Regions from separate parts of the Macaca mulatta genome. Here region 1 is linked to region 2. Evidence: chromatin contacts called from public Hi-C data. All regions are on one chromosome and are shown on one strand. Each heading gives the region's core, a stretch centred on a gene start, on an enhancer-like site or on the middle of the called end of the contact. The rest is flanking DNA. Distances are from core to core; before and after follow the strand shown.

Region 1 (6,434 bases), core at 776-3,275, 120 kb before region 2:
TCTGTCTCCCTCTACTACACTGTAAATACTAAAACAGGACACTGTTTCGTTTGTCTTTGTATTCCAAAAGGCAAGCACAGTACACAGCACGTGTCTGCTGTTCCTCTTCTAAAACCAGTCCCCTCTCTGCTACTCTGACTTCAGCCAATACTGGCCTTCATGCAGTTTCTTGAAAATGCCATGGCCCTTCACTCAAGTTATTCCATCTGCCTTAACTGATCTCCCCCTTACTGTTGACTACATTTACTACAGACCTCAGCTTAATTGTCACTGACTCAGAAAAGTCTTCCCTGAATCTCATGTATAAAACCTGTCAAAGCACTATTTAGCATTCCTTCTAAGCATTTAGTAACATTATAGTTACTTCTGTGATTGAAGAATGTTTGTTTAATACACTAGAAGGTAAGCTTCATTAAGACTGCAACCTTGTTATTATATTTTTCTAGGTTTTCCCAGCACCAAACATGCTAGCCAGTCGATGATACTTTAGAATGAATGACTAAGCCCTCCACAAATACTTGAAACTTTTCTGCCTAAATCTGTACTGTCCACCTACATGTGGCTATTTAAATTAAAATGTAATAAAACTAAAAATTTGTCTCCTCAGTTACACTAGCTGTATTTCAAGTTCTCAACAGTTACATATGGCTAGTGGCTATTATACCAAACAGTGCAGATATAAAACATTGCCATCATCATGGAAAGTTCTACTGAACAGCACTGATCTGCACATTAAGATATTTTAAGTCTCAGTCACAAAGTACACATAACGGGTATAACTTACAGCACAGAAAACTATCTTATAGCACAGGAAACTACTTACACAAGGTTTACCCGAACCACAAGGTTACTAACACTAGTTAATAATCATCTGTGCACTGAGGTGTTCCTTGTGTTTTGTTTTGTTTTTCTTTTCTTTCTTTATTATTACTATTATTATTTTTTTGAGATGGAGTTTCGTTCTTGTTGCACAGGCTGAAGTGCAAAGGCGCAATCTCAGCTCACTGCAACCTCCACCTCCTGGGTTCAGGCAATTTTCCTGCCTCAGCCTCCCAAGTAGCTGGGATTACAGGTGTGCGACATCACGCCCGGCTAATTTTGTAGTTTTGTTGTTGTTGTTGTTTTTCTTTTTTACTAGAGACAGGTTTCATCATTTTGGTCAGGCTGGTCTCGAACTCCTGACCTCAAGTGATCCATCTGCCTCGGCCTTCCAAAGTGCGTGAGCCACTGCACCCCGCCTGTTTTCTTTTTCCAAGAAGCTGCGGAAGAACCACGTATTTGACTCCAGGCAATATAGGATTAATAGTTACAAGTTCTCATGCTATAGAACTTGAGGATAAGCGGTCAGAAAGAAAAATAAAAGTTCAGATTCTGGGTGGAAATAGAGACTCAACATACACTGTTTCCTCGAGGTAGTGTAAAACTACCTCAAAGGACGAATAAGAGAATGAGAATAATTAATACAGCAAGCTTAACACATAGCATGTGCTCAGTTAAAGTCACTGCTACTATTATAGTTAAAACTTTACCCTAAGTAGGATGAAGCAGCTAGACCATTGAGAAGCTAAATCTGTTAGCAGCGACTGGGTGCCTTGCTCAGGGCAAAGCCAGAATGGGACGCGCTACGTTGGACCCTCCAACCCCATCCCCGGGGCAGGGGGCTTCCTCACCGCGGATGCACCCGGGGAGGCTGCCAGCCTTTACGCCCCCACTGCAGAGCTCTTCGGCGTCGACGAACACGGAGTCTTCATCCTCCTGCACGTCGTCGTTTAGGTAGTCTTCGTCCTCCTCCACCAGATCCTTGGGTGGAAGCAGAGGTCCCTGAAGTTGGCGTAGGTACCGACTCGACCTGGCCATGCTTCTCCTGAACTCAACCCAAACAACTCGGAAAAACCTTGGCTAACTGCACGGTCATGATCAGCCAATCAGTTCCACTACTGTAAGGCCATCAACTTCCGGGAACGGCCTGGCGACCGCCCCTTACGCAAAAACCGGGCGGTAGCGAAGCTCCGCCCCAAGTTTCCAGGAATTGCCGTGAGGAGGGCGTGTGAAAGGGGCGGGGCCAGGTGGATTAGGGGCGGGGAAGGGAGAGCGCGGGGCGGGTAGATGGACCGGGCTTCTGCTCGTTTCGGAGCACTGTGCAGGGAGGTGAAGATCAGGAAGATGCCGGGACGAGATCAGCACTGGGGAGTGACAGGCGTCGCACCTGCAGAACCGCCAGTGCACGGCATCTCCTGCGGAGAAAGAACGCGGAGAAAGTCCGCTTCTGAGCCTGAAGAACCCAGAAAAGCAAACCCCACCCCAACCTCCCCAAAACGAAAGTATAGCAGATGCCCTTCTGGAATCGGATCTAGGGCAAGAACCCAGAATTGTCTTTTTAATGTACATTCCGGGCTGTCCATTTTGATGTTCAGCTAGATTTGGACACCACTGGATTAGATGACATTCAAAGTTCTTTTCATCCTTTCCTCTGTGAGTACGCCCTGGTCTCCCATACTTGTTTAAGTTAGGCTTAAATTTAAGCTGGGCTACCTGTTGACAGTGGGGCAAAAGCATCTCTTTGCAGCCCAGAGTATAGACAGGAAAAGGGGAAGGGAAATAGAAGAGAAAGGAACGTGGTTTTAAAAACTATTCTGGGGCTATGATTCTCTTACTTGATGGGGATAGTACTTGAAAGTCTTGATACTCTTTAAGAAATACCATAAATATATTACTACATTACTGTATTGATACTGTTTATTTTGGGATTATTCTCTTAATAATAATCCTGAAATAACTAAACATACACTATTTACTAAATCCAAAAGCATCTTATGCTATATTTAAATATACATAAACGACAACCAGCACCAAATATTTAAGAAAAATGAATAGGAGAAAATACAAAAAATGATTTTTTTCCCTTTGTGTACCAATTGAAAAATGCCCACTTTTGTTGCTTTTAAAAGAAATACTGTTGCAGCTGACAAAACACCAGTGTTTCCAAGGATTGGCTATATGAGGTTGAATTCCTTTGACGTTCACATGACTACTGTTTCCACCACATTGAATCTCCTCTGACAAATGTCACACTTACTGTCCTCTTCGTTTCAAAAACCAGTGGATACTTTTCAGCCTTTGTTTTACCTGACCTCTCAGCAGTATTTGATACTGATGAGTATTTTCTTCTTGTAGCATTCTGCTGCCTGGGTTTTTGCAGCTTGCCATCTCAGATTTTTCTTCTTCCTCTCTGGCTATTTACAGTCTTGGACCCCTCTTCTTGCCTTGTAAGTACTGGTATTCCCCAAGGCTCCATCCTAAGCATCTTCTTGCTCTATAATCCTTTCCTCAATCATCCTTCACCTACATGCTAATAACTCAGCCTAATCTGATCTCCAAACCATACAAACAACTGCCTAAACACTGTCAGTCACTACTGGATGCCCCTTGGCTACTTCAGACTCAGCATATCTAAACTGCAACTTATCATTGGCTTCCCAAATCTGGGTCACTTATGTGTATATACATGGGATATTGTTGTTACCAACATGATGCCTTGGGCACAAGAATCGACTCTAGATCTCTAGATGTTAAACTTCTTTTTTCTCTCTTTTTGTTTTTTTTTTTTTTGGAGATGAGGTCTCACTGTGTTGCTCAAACTGGTCTTGAACTCCTAAAGTCAAGTGATCCTCTTGCCTCGGCCTACCAAAGTGCTAGAATTACAGATGTGAGACACTACACATAGCACAGGTGTTCAACTCCCCCTCCCCTTTTTTTTTTTTTTTTTCCGAGACAGGTCTATATTGGCACCGTCTCAGTTCGCTGAGGCCTCAACCTCCCAGCAGGCTTAAGTGATGTTCCCATATCAGCCTCTCAAGTAGCTGGGACCACAGGCTCACACCACTAAGCCCGGCTAATTTTTTGTAATTTTTTGTAGAGACGGGGTTTTGCCATGGTGTCCAGGCTGGTCTCGAACTCCTGAACTCAAGTGATCTGCTGGCCTTGGCCTCCCAAAGTGCTGGGATTATAGGCGTGAGCCATTGCACCCAGCCACTATATGTTCAGTTTCTATTCATATAGTTCAATTGCATTTTATTGGATAGCGTAGATAGGAATTTAGAATGATAAGAATCTTCTTTACCTATTGTTTTCTCATTATTTTTTTAAAAAGTTAACAATTCTGGCTTTCTGGATACCATTTTTATCATACATAGTAAGCAGTGGTACTCAAATCTGACTGTGCATCAAAATCACTTGGGATGTCTTCTAAAATTGAGATCCCTGGATCTACCCTGAACCTACACTTCCCAAAACACAAAACAACATAGAGGTAGGTTATCTACTGTGTGATTTTTGTAATAGCAAATTATTGGAAATAGCAGAAATGTTCAACAGCAAGAGACTAATGAAATAAACTGTAGTACATCCATACAATGGCATATTCTTCAGCTATTTTTTTATAAAAAGAAAGAAAAATTGCCACAAATTGGTAGGGAGTAGTTTCCCAAAATACTGTTTTAAATAAGAGAAAGCAAGATGTAAAACAATGCATATCATTTTATTTGTATGTGTCAGTGTTGAAAAAAAAAAAAGCACACAAAAGTTAAACCAGAAGTTAATGAATGAAAAATGAAAATAGCCAGGAATGGTGGCTCGTGCCTCTAATTCCAGCACTTTGAGAGGCCAGAGTAGGAGGATTGCTTGAGCTCAGGAGTTTCAGACCAGGTTGGGCAACATAGCAAGACCTTGTCTCAAAAAAAAATAAATAAATAAATTAGCCAGGCACAGTGGTGTGTGCCTGTAGTCCAGCTACCCTGGAGGCTGATGTGAGAGGATTGCATAAGCCCAGGAGGTTGACGCTGTAGTAAGCCAGAAGGTGAAGGAGAAGGAGGAGGAGGAGGAGAAGGGGGAGAAGAGGGGGGAAAAATAGTTACCCACAGAGGGGATGGAAACATGATAGGACAGAAAGGGGATAGGGACAAAATCTCTGAGATTAATTTATTATATAGTTTGACTTCTGAATCATGTAAATGTTTTACACATTCAAAAAATAAATAAAAGAAACAAAAGTAAAACAGAAAATTGAACACAAACAGAAACAAACAAATCTATCAAGTGAATTGCATAACCACTACGAGAAAATAATTATTTCAAGTTATGTTTCAATACTTTGGATAAATATTTTAAGTTACTCTGACTGTACAACTCTAGTAGGTTATACTCTGCAGACAAAAGATCTACAAAATGATCTTAAACTTCACTCATTATGGTTAATGTTTGTTGTAATAGTGTTAGTGTAATTTTGAAATTATATATTGTAGGATAAAGAAAATAAGTAAATGTATTCATATTTTATTAAAAGTTTTAAATGTACGTGGAAAGAAATACAAATGTAAAATAAAATAGGTTGGAAAAAAAGGTCCTACAACATTAAACTGGAATTGAAAATATCAATATGGGCTTGTGATTTCTTAAAATGTATTATCTAGTTCTGTGTACTGAAAGGACCTGAAAGCAATGTAACCCCGGTAACTCTGATCACACCCACCATCTCAATTTTGTTTGTTTGTTAGACAGGGTTGTACTAGAATTCAGTCTCACAATCATAGCTCACTGTGACCTTGAACTCCTGGCCTCAAGTGATCTTTCTGCCTCCCCCTGCCCAAAGTGCTGGGACACAGGCCACGGCACCCAGCCTAATATTGGTTTTTTAATCTGGGTCACTTTTTGTTTTTGAAAGCAAGGACCAGCTGGGCGTGGTGGCTCACGCCTGTAATCCCAGCACTTTGGGAGGCCGAGGTGGGCAGATCATTTGAGGTCAGGAGTTTGAAACGAGTGTGGCTAACATGGTGAAACCCCATCTCTACTAAAAATATAAAAATTAATTGGGCATGGTATTGTGCACCTGTAATCCCAGCTACTTGGGAGGCTAAGGCAGGACAATTGCTTGAACCGGCGATGTGGAGGTTGCAGTGAGGCAAGGTGGTGCTGCTGCAGCAAAAAAAAAAAAAAAAAAGGAAAATTATAGTATCAAAAGGAATAATGATTGCACTTGATTATAACATACTGAGTAAATAAAAATTCACATGTTAATTGTGATCGTTTAAAAAAGAGGAAGAGAAATGCCGGTTAATAAGAATTTTTTGAGAAGAAATTATAAAAATAGAAACCAGCATTTTGCAACCCCCGCAATATGATAACTGATTCAAGCAAGTATCACCAAAGGATATGAACATCATTAGGGAACTGATAGTCTCCTGGCAGCAATAGATTACGAATTGTAAAGGGAGAAATGTACCTAAACTGTGAAGATACTTATCACTCACCCTTTAATCAAGTTATCAAACACAGTGTCAATTATGGGACACAACTGATATGTATTTCATGCTATGATGCAATAAGATATACATAAAGTTAGCTATTAGGTATTCTTACTAAAAGTATTTAACCTGATT
Region 2 (6,277 bases), core at 1,027-3,526:
TATTCATGTTCATATTCCATTGTACTTTCAGACTTCACTTACAAAACACATGTTCGAAGGCAAAATTATTAAGTATTTCAAAATGGTGACAGCTGAGCATTAAACCAAGTGCAGGGTCCTTCTGAGTCCAGGGCTCTGTGCAATAGCATAGGTTGCACACCTTTTAAGTCAGCTCTTATTTGAGTTCTAGATAATCCAGTCTTGCCAACGCTTGATATTATCAACCTCTTAATTTTAATCATTTGGTGGGTGCTTAGAGATATCTCATTTTGGCATTTATTTACATTTCTCTGATCAACCTTTCATATATTTATTAGCCACTTGGCTATGTGTGTGTGTGCGTGTGTGTGTGTGTTAGGTTCCTGTTCCAATCTTTTGTCTATTTTTCTATTGACTCTTTTTTTGGTCTGGATTTGTAACAATTGTTTTCATATTCTGAAAAGAAGCCTTATGTAGGTTATATGTATAGCAGATATCTTCCACTACTCTATGGCTTCCTTTTCACTCTCTTATGGTATATTTTGATTACTAGAAATTCCTAATTTTAATATAATTTAATTTGTCAATCTTTTCCTTTGAAGTTAAGTGCTATTTTGTATCTGGTTTCAGAAACCTTTGCCTTCCTCCAAATCATATTCTCCTGTATCATTTTTTTTAAGTTTTATTGTTTTGCCTTTCACATTTAGATCCACAATCTATCTGGAATTTATTTTTTTTGTAATTGGTAAGAGGTAGAGGATCAAACTTTGCTGATGCTGTTTTTAGTCAATACAAAGGTGAGTTCCCAATGTAGCTCCAGTTTGTCTTCTATAAAAAAATTCCATTATTATGGCAGGGCAGAGAAAGAGGGGATGGCTTCAGGTTAGGATGGGAGAGAAAACGGATTACATTCCCAGTGTCATCTGAAGTGAAACTTATCTCAGATTTTTCTCAACAAGCGTTTTAAGTCCTCTCACCTGGAGAGTGACTAAAGTGATAGAGGCCATATCCCACTCACCTATCCATTCAATAAACTAAAATGAGGGGCTGGACACAGTGGCTCATATCTATAATCTCAGCACTTTGGGAGGCCGAGGTGGGGGGATCACCTGAGCCCAAGTTCGAGACCAGTATGGGCAACATGGCGAAATTCTGTCACTACAAAAAACACAAAAAATTACTCGGGTGTGGTCACCTGACCTCAGGAGGTCCAGGCTGCTGTGAGCCTAGATAGTGCCACTGCACTCCAGCCTGGGTGACAGACTGAGACTCTATCTCAAAACAAACCAACAAAAACAAATTAAAATGATGTGCTTGTAAAATGTAAAATCATAAAAGATAAAGTTTTATTTTTGTTTTGTTTTTCTTGTCATTATGGAAGTGAGGTTAGTTATTTTGGCAAAGCCTTCTGAGGACTTCAAGTTTAAGGATTTAGTTTCAGAATACACTGTTCCACAACTGTTCTGAATTCCACTTGCTAAGTGTTCGGGTGTTGTGGTTAAGGTGAGGACTGGGCAATTTGGGTAGCTCAAAGTAAACTCACCAAAACAATTCCAAGGGACCCTAGGATGACACTACTCTGGGTATGTCTACACCTATTTATATTGGAATGACAACAATATCATGAATACTCACTCTAATTCATTGTATTTGCCACCATCATCTCTCTCTTAAGAGTAATAAAACTTTATCCCCTTTTCTCTGCCTTTGGTCACGGCCCTCTTCAATGTATTCTACTTCTGGCATAGGATGATCTGGCCTTTGCTTATCTCTATCTCTCCAGCCTCATTCTTTGCCACTTGTCCCCTACACCAGCTGAGCTTCACCATCTCCCTCTTTGCAGAGGTTGGTCGCTTGAGGACCAGCCTACATTACTGCTCTTTCTCTGGTTGGCCCCTACTTGCCTTTCAGGATTAAATATTACTTCATTCAGAAAGCCTAGTTTATAGAAAGTGCCCAATAAATATATATTATTATTTTAAAATAATGGTAAAAACGCATCCTCGGTGTGATTATTGAAAGAGTGGATGAATGAGATGGGTATTTGTTGAGTGGATGGGTGACTGGGACATGGGTTCTATCACTAGCAACTCTCCAGGTGAGAGGACTTAAAAAGTTTGTTGAGAACAATCTGAGAAAAGTTTCACTTCAGATGACGCCGGGAATGTAAACCATTTTCTCTTCCATCCTAACTCGGAGCCATCCCCGCTTTCTCCGCCCAGCTGGAATTTTTGAGGCGAGAAAATCGACTCGCTCGGGATTCGCCCGCCGACGCCGCTCGACTTGTTGGGGCTGGGCTCTTCTTCGCGGAAGAGGATAGGAGGCGGTTGCGGTTGCTCGGCCAGGGCGGGTAGGGGTGCTGTTGCCGTCATGGCTGACCCCGACTCCCGGTACCCTTGCTCCTCGATCGAGGACGACTTCAACTATGGCAGCAGCGTGGCCTCCGCCAGCGTGCACATCCGAATGGGTACGTTGTCCCCTCTCCAGTGCCTCCCAGCCGCTTGTCCGCAATGCTCGGTCTTTAGAAGCCGACTTCCGGCTTCAGAGGGACAGCGGCCGTCTCCCGGGACTCAGGAGAAAGAGGGCTGAGCTCCCTGCCCTCTTTCTCCGGGAACCGGAGGACTGGCGCCCTCCTCCGGGAGTCGGGAGAGGCGCTCCCTCCCCTCCTAGCGGGTGTAGGAGGGCCCAGGCCCAGAAGACTTGCAGCTCCCCTCTGTGCGCCTCGGATCCCCAGCGGGCGCCGCGGTGTAGGAAGGGACGGATGGAAACCGCCGCAGCTTTAATTTGGCATCTTGAAGTGAAAAGAAACGTGATGGAAATGAGTCAGTTGATCACTGTGACGTACACACGAGTGGAATCAGCGGCCTAATGCTTTTGTTCTGTGGGGTGCCGCGTTACATGTTTATATTTACCGTCCTATGCTAGGCTGTAGGCTCCCTGACGGCACTATTTCCTGTCCGCAGGGCCCAGAATGCAACAGGTCTTTCTGAGTATTATTGAGGAAGTTGCTGAACACAGAAGCTTCCTAAGTCAGTATCAATGTTTTAAGTTATTACGTAGTAGCCAATGGGCAGAAATTTTTGAATTTAAAATCCTTAGCTTCATCTACGTGGAAGCCATTGTCTGCTCTAGTTTGGCCATTTGATCACCGAAACTGCCCCAGACTTTCAGCCTGTCTAGGCAGCTGGAAGTTGTTCTGGAAAAGGAAAGATGAAGATAGTTCTGATGTGCTAAGAATCTTGGTGCCTAGAACTTGTTCTGGAAAAGGAAGGATGAAGATAGTTCTGATGCACCAAGAATCTTGGTGCCTAGCATTTATATTTTTGGAATTGAATTTTGAAATTATTTTGGCAAGTGAATTCAGCTTTTTTAAAAAAAATTGTGGTAAAATACAGGTAACATAAAATTTACCATCTTAACTATTTTTAAGTGTACAGTTCAGTAGTGTTAAGTTATTCACATGGTTGTGCACTGTTAAAAGAAAAGCTTTAGACACATTAAATCTAACGGAGTTTAAGCACAGAATGATTTGTGAATTGGGCAGGTCCCGGAACCAGAATAGGTTCAAAGTGACCAGTGCTGCCCCTTGGTGGGAGAAAATTTATGGAGAGAGAAAGTAAAGTGATGTACAGAAAATGGAAGTGAGGTACAGAAACAGTTGATTGGTTACAGCCTGGCTTTTGCCCTATTTGAACATGGTTTGAACACTTGGCCGTCTTTGGTTGGCTGAAACTCAGTGATTGGTTCAAGCGTAGGTTACAGCTTGTTTACACATTCAGTTAGGTTATAGTTCACTATATACCGAGAACCCCTAGGCCGAACTTAAAGGGATAACTTTAGACTAAACTTATACACCATCGAATATCCAGAACTTTTTAATCTTGCAAAACTGAAACTCTGTACCTATTAACTCTCCATTGCTTCCTTCCCCTAGTCCCTGGAACCACCATTTCACTTTCTCCCTTTGTAAATTTGGCTTCTCTGATACGATCAGTATTTGTTTTTTTGTGATTGGCTTATTTCAATTATCATAATGTCTTCAAATACATCCATGTTGTGGCATATGTTAGAATTTCCTTTTTTTTTTTTTGAGACAGGGTCTCACTTTGCCACCCAGGCTGGAGTGCAGTGGTGAGATCACTGCTCACTGCAGCCTCTACCTTCTGGGCTCAGGTGATCCTCCCACTTCAGTCTCCCAAGTAGTTGGCATTACTAACGCAGGTCACCATGCCTGGCTAATTGTTTTATATTTTTGGTAGAGGCGGGTTTCTCCATGTTGCCCAGGCCAATCTTGAACTCCTGGACTCAAGCGATCCTCCCACCTCAGCCTCACAAAGTGCTGGGATTACAGGCATGAGCCACTGCACCTGGCTGCACAATTTTTTTTTTTTTTTTTTTTTTTTTTTTTTTTTTTTTTTTGAGACGGAGTCTTGCTCTGTCGCCCAGGCTGGAGTGCGGTGGCCGGATCTCAGCTCACTGCAAGCTCCGCCTCCCGGGTTCACGCCATTCTCCTGCCTCAGCCTCCCGAGTAGCTGGGACTACAGGCGCCGCCACCACGCCCGGCTAATTTTTTGTATTTTTTAGTAGAGACGGGGTTTCACCGTGTTAGCCAGGATGGTCTCGATCTCCTGACCTCGTGATCTGCCCATCTCGGCCTCCCAAAGTGCTGGGATTACAGGCGTGAGCCACCGCGCCCGGCCAACAATTTTCTTTTTAAGACAATAATATTACTTTGTATGTATATACCAAAGTTTGTTTATTCATCCATTGATGGATATTTGTGTTGCTTCTACCTCTTGACTGTTTTGAATAGTGTTGTCGTGAATATAGGTGTGCACATACCTCTTCAAGACTCTGCTTTAATTCTTTTGAATATATACCCAGAAGTGGAATCGCTGGATTGTGTGGTAGTTCTATTTTTAATTATTTAAGGAACTGCCATACTGTTTTTGATGGGGGCTACATCATTTTACATTCTCAGCAACAGTGCACAAGGGTTCACCTTTTTCTACATCTTTGCCAACACATTCTGTTCTTTTCTTTCTTTTTTAAAATGAAAGTAGCCATCAGATGAGTGTGAGGTGATATGTCCCTTTGGTTTTGATTTGCATTTCTCTAATGATTTAATGATGTTGCACATTTTAAAAATATGCTTGTGGGGCATTTATGCATTTTCCTTAGAGAAATGTTATTCAAGTCCTTTGCCCAATAAATTTTTTTAAAGCAATTTTAGGTTCATAGCAAAATTTAGCAGAAGGAACAGAGTTCTTATGTACCCTTTCTGCTTTTCCCCAAGCCTCCTGCACTAATAACATTCTGTACCAGAGTGGTACGTTTGAAATTTAAGACTTCTGTTTATCAAAGAACACAACAGAGTGAAAAGGCCTATAAAATGGGTGAAAATATTTGCAAATCATATATCCTATAAGGGGCCAATATCCAGAATACATAAGGAAATCCTACCATTCAATAACAAAAAACAACCTGATTTTAAAGTGAAGAAAGTCAAGAGAATAAGATAGACTACATACTGGGAGAAAATATTTGCAAAAGAAATATCTAATAAAGGACTGTTACACAAAATATACAAAATAACTCTTAAAACTCAACAATAAGAAGACAAATAGCCTGATTAAAATACAGGCAAAAGACTTGAACACATACCCTACTAAAGAAGATTCACAAGGTTGGGTGCAGTGGCTCACACCTGTAATCCTAACACCTTGGGAGGCCAAGATGGGAGAATCACCTGAGCGTGGGAGGTTGAGGCTGCAGCAAGCTGTGATTGTGCCACTGCACTCCAGCCTAGGCAACAGAGTGAGACCGTGTCTCCAAAAAAAAAAAAAAAAAAAAAAGGATCATATATACCAGGATTTATTCTTGGAGCTGTGTTGTATTCCATTGGTCTATATGTCTCTGTCTTTATGCTATTACTACACTGTTTTGATTACTGTGGCTTATGTAATAATAAGTTTTGAAATCAGGAATGTGAGATCTCCAGCTTTGTTGTTCTTTTTAAATATTGTTTTGGCAATTTGGGACATTCCATATAAATTTTAGAATGGACTTTCTATTTCTGTGAAAGATGCCATTGGGATTTTGATAAGGATTGCATTAAATCTACCCAAAGTAGGTTACTTCAGGGTAGGACAGGGATAGAATATGGCAGCCACTGCAGCAAATTAAATGACTAGAGGTGGTATCAGGTGTGTGAATAGAAGGCATTCATTAGAGAGGCCTTGGTGACTCAAGGGACTGCCATTAAGGAAACATTTGAACCATTAACATAACATTTAAT

What was found. A called contact is a pair of places that touch in the nucleus more often than the background predicts.
Region 1: a contact with region 2 is called in a Hi-C map of blood, with 3 times the contacts expected there. The contact joins the promoter of HELB here to the promoter of TMBIM4 in region 2. A contact is called at or near these places in 2 of 14 Hi-C or Micro-C datasets (blood and cortical neurons).

The regions. Positions count from the first base shown.
Region 1 is chr11:73,438,050-73,444,483 of T2T-MMU8v2.0, reverse strand. HELB (DNA helicase B) reads right to left here and starts at 2,025. Exons shown (of 13, transcript XM_015152214.3): 1 at 1,671-2,025. The coding sequence starts at 1,857.
Region 2 is chr11:73,316,508-73,322,784 of T2T-MMU8v2.0, reverse strand. It overlaps TMBIM4 (transmembrane BAX inhibitor motif containing 4), which reads left to right and starts at 2,276. Exons shown (of 7, transcript XM_015152213.3): 1 at 2,276-2,446. The coding sequence starts at 2,350.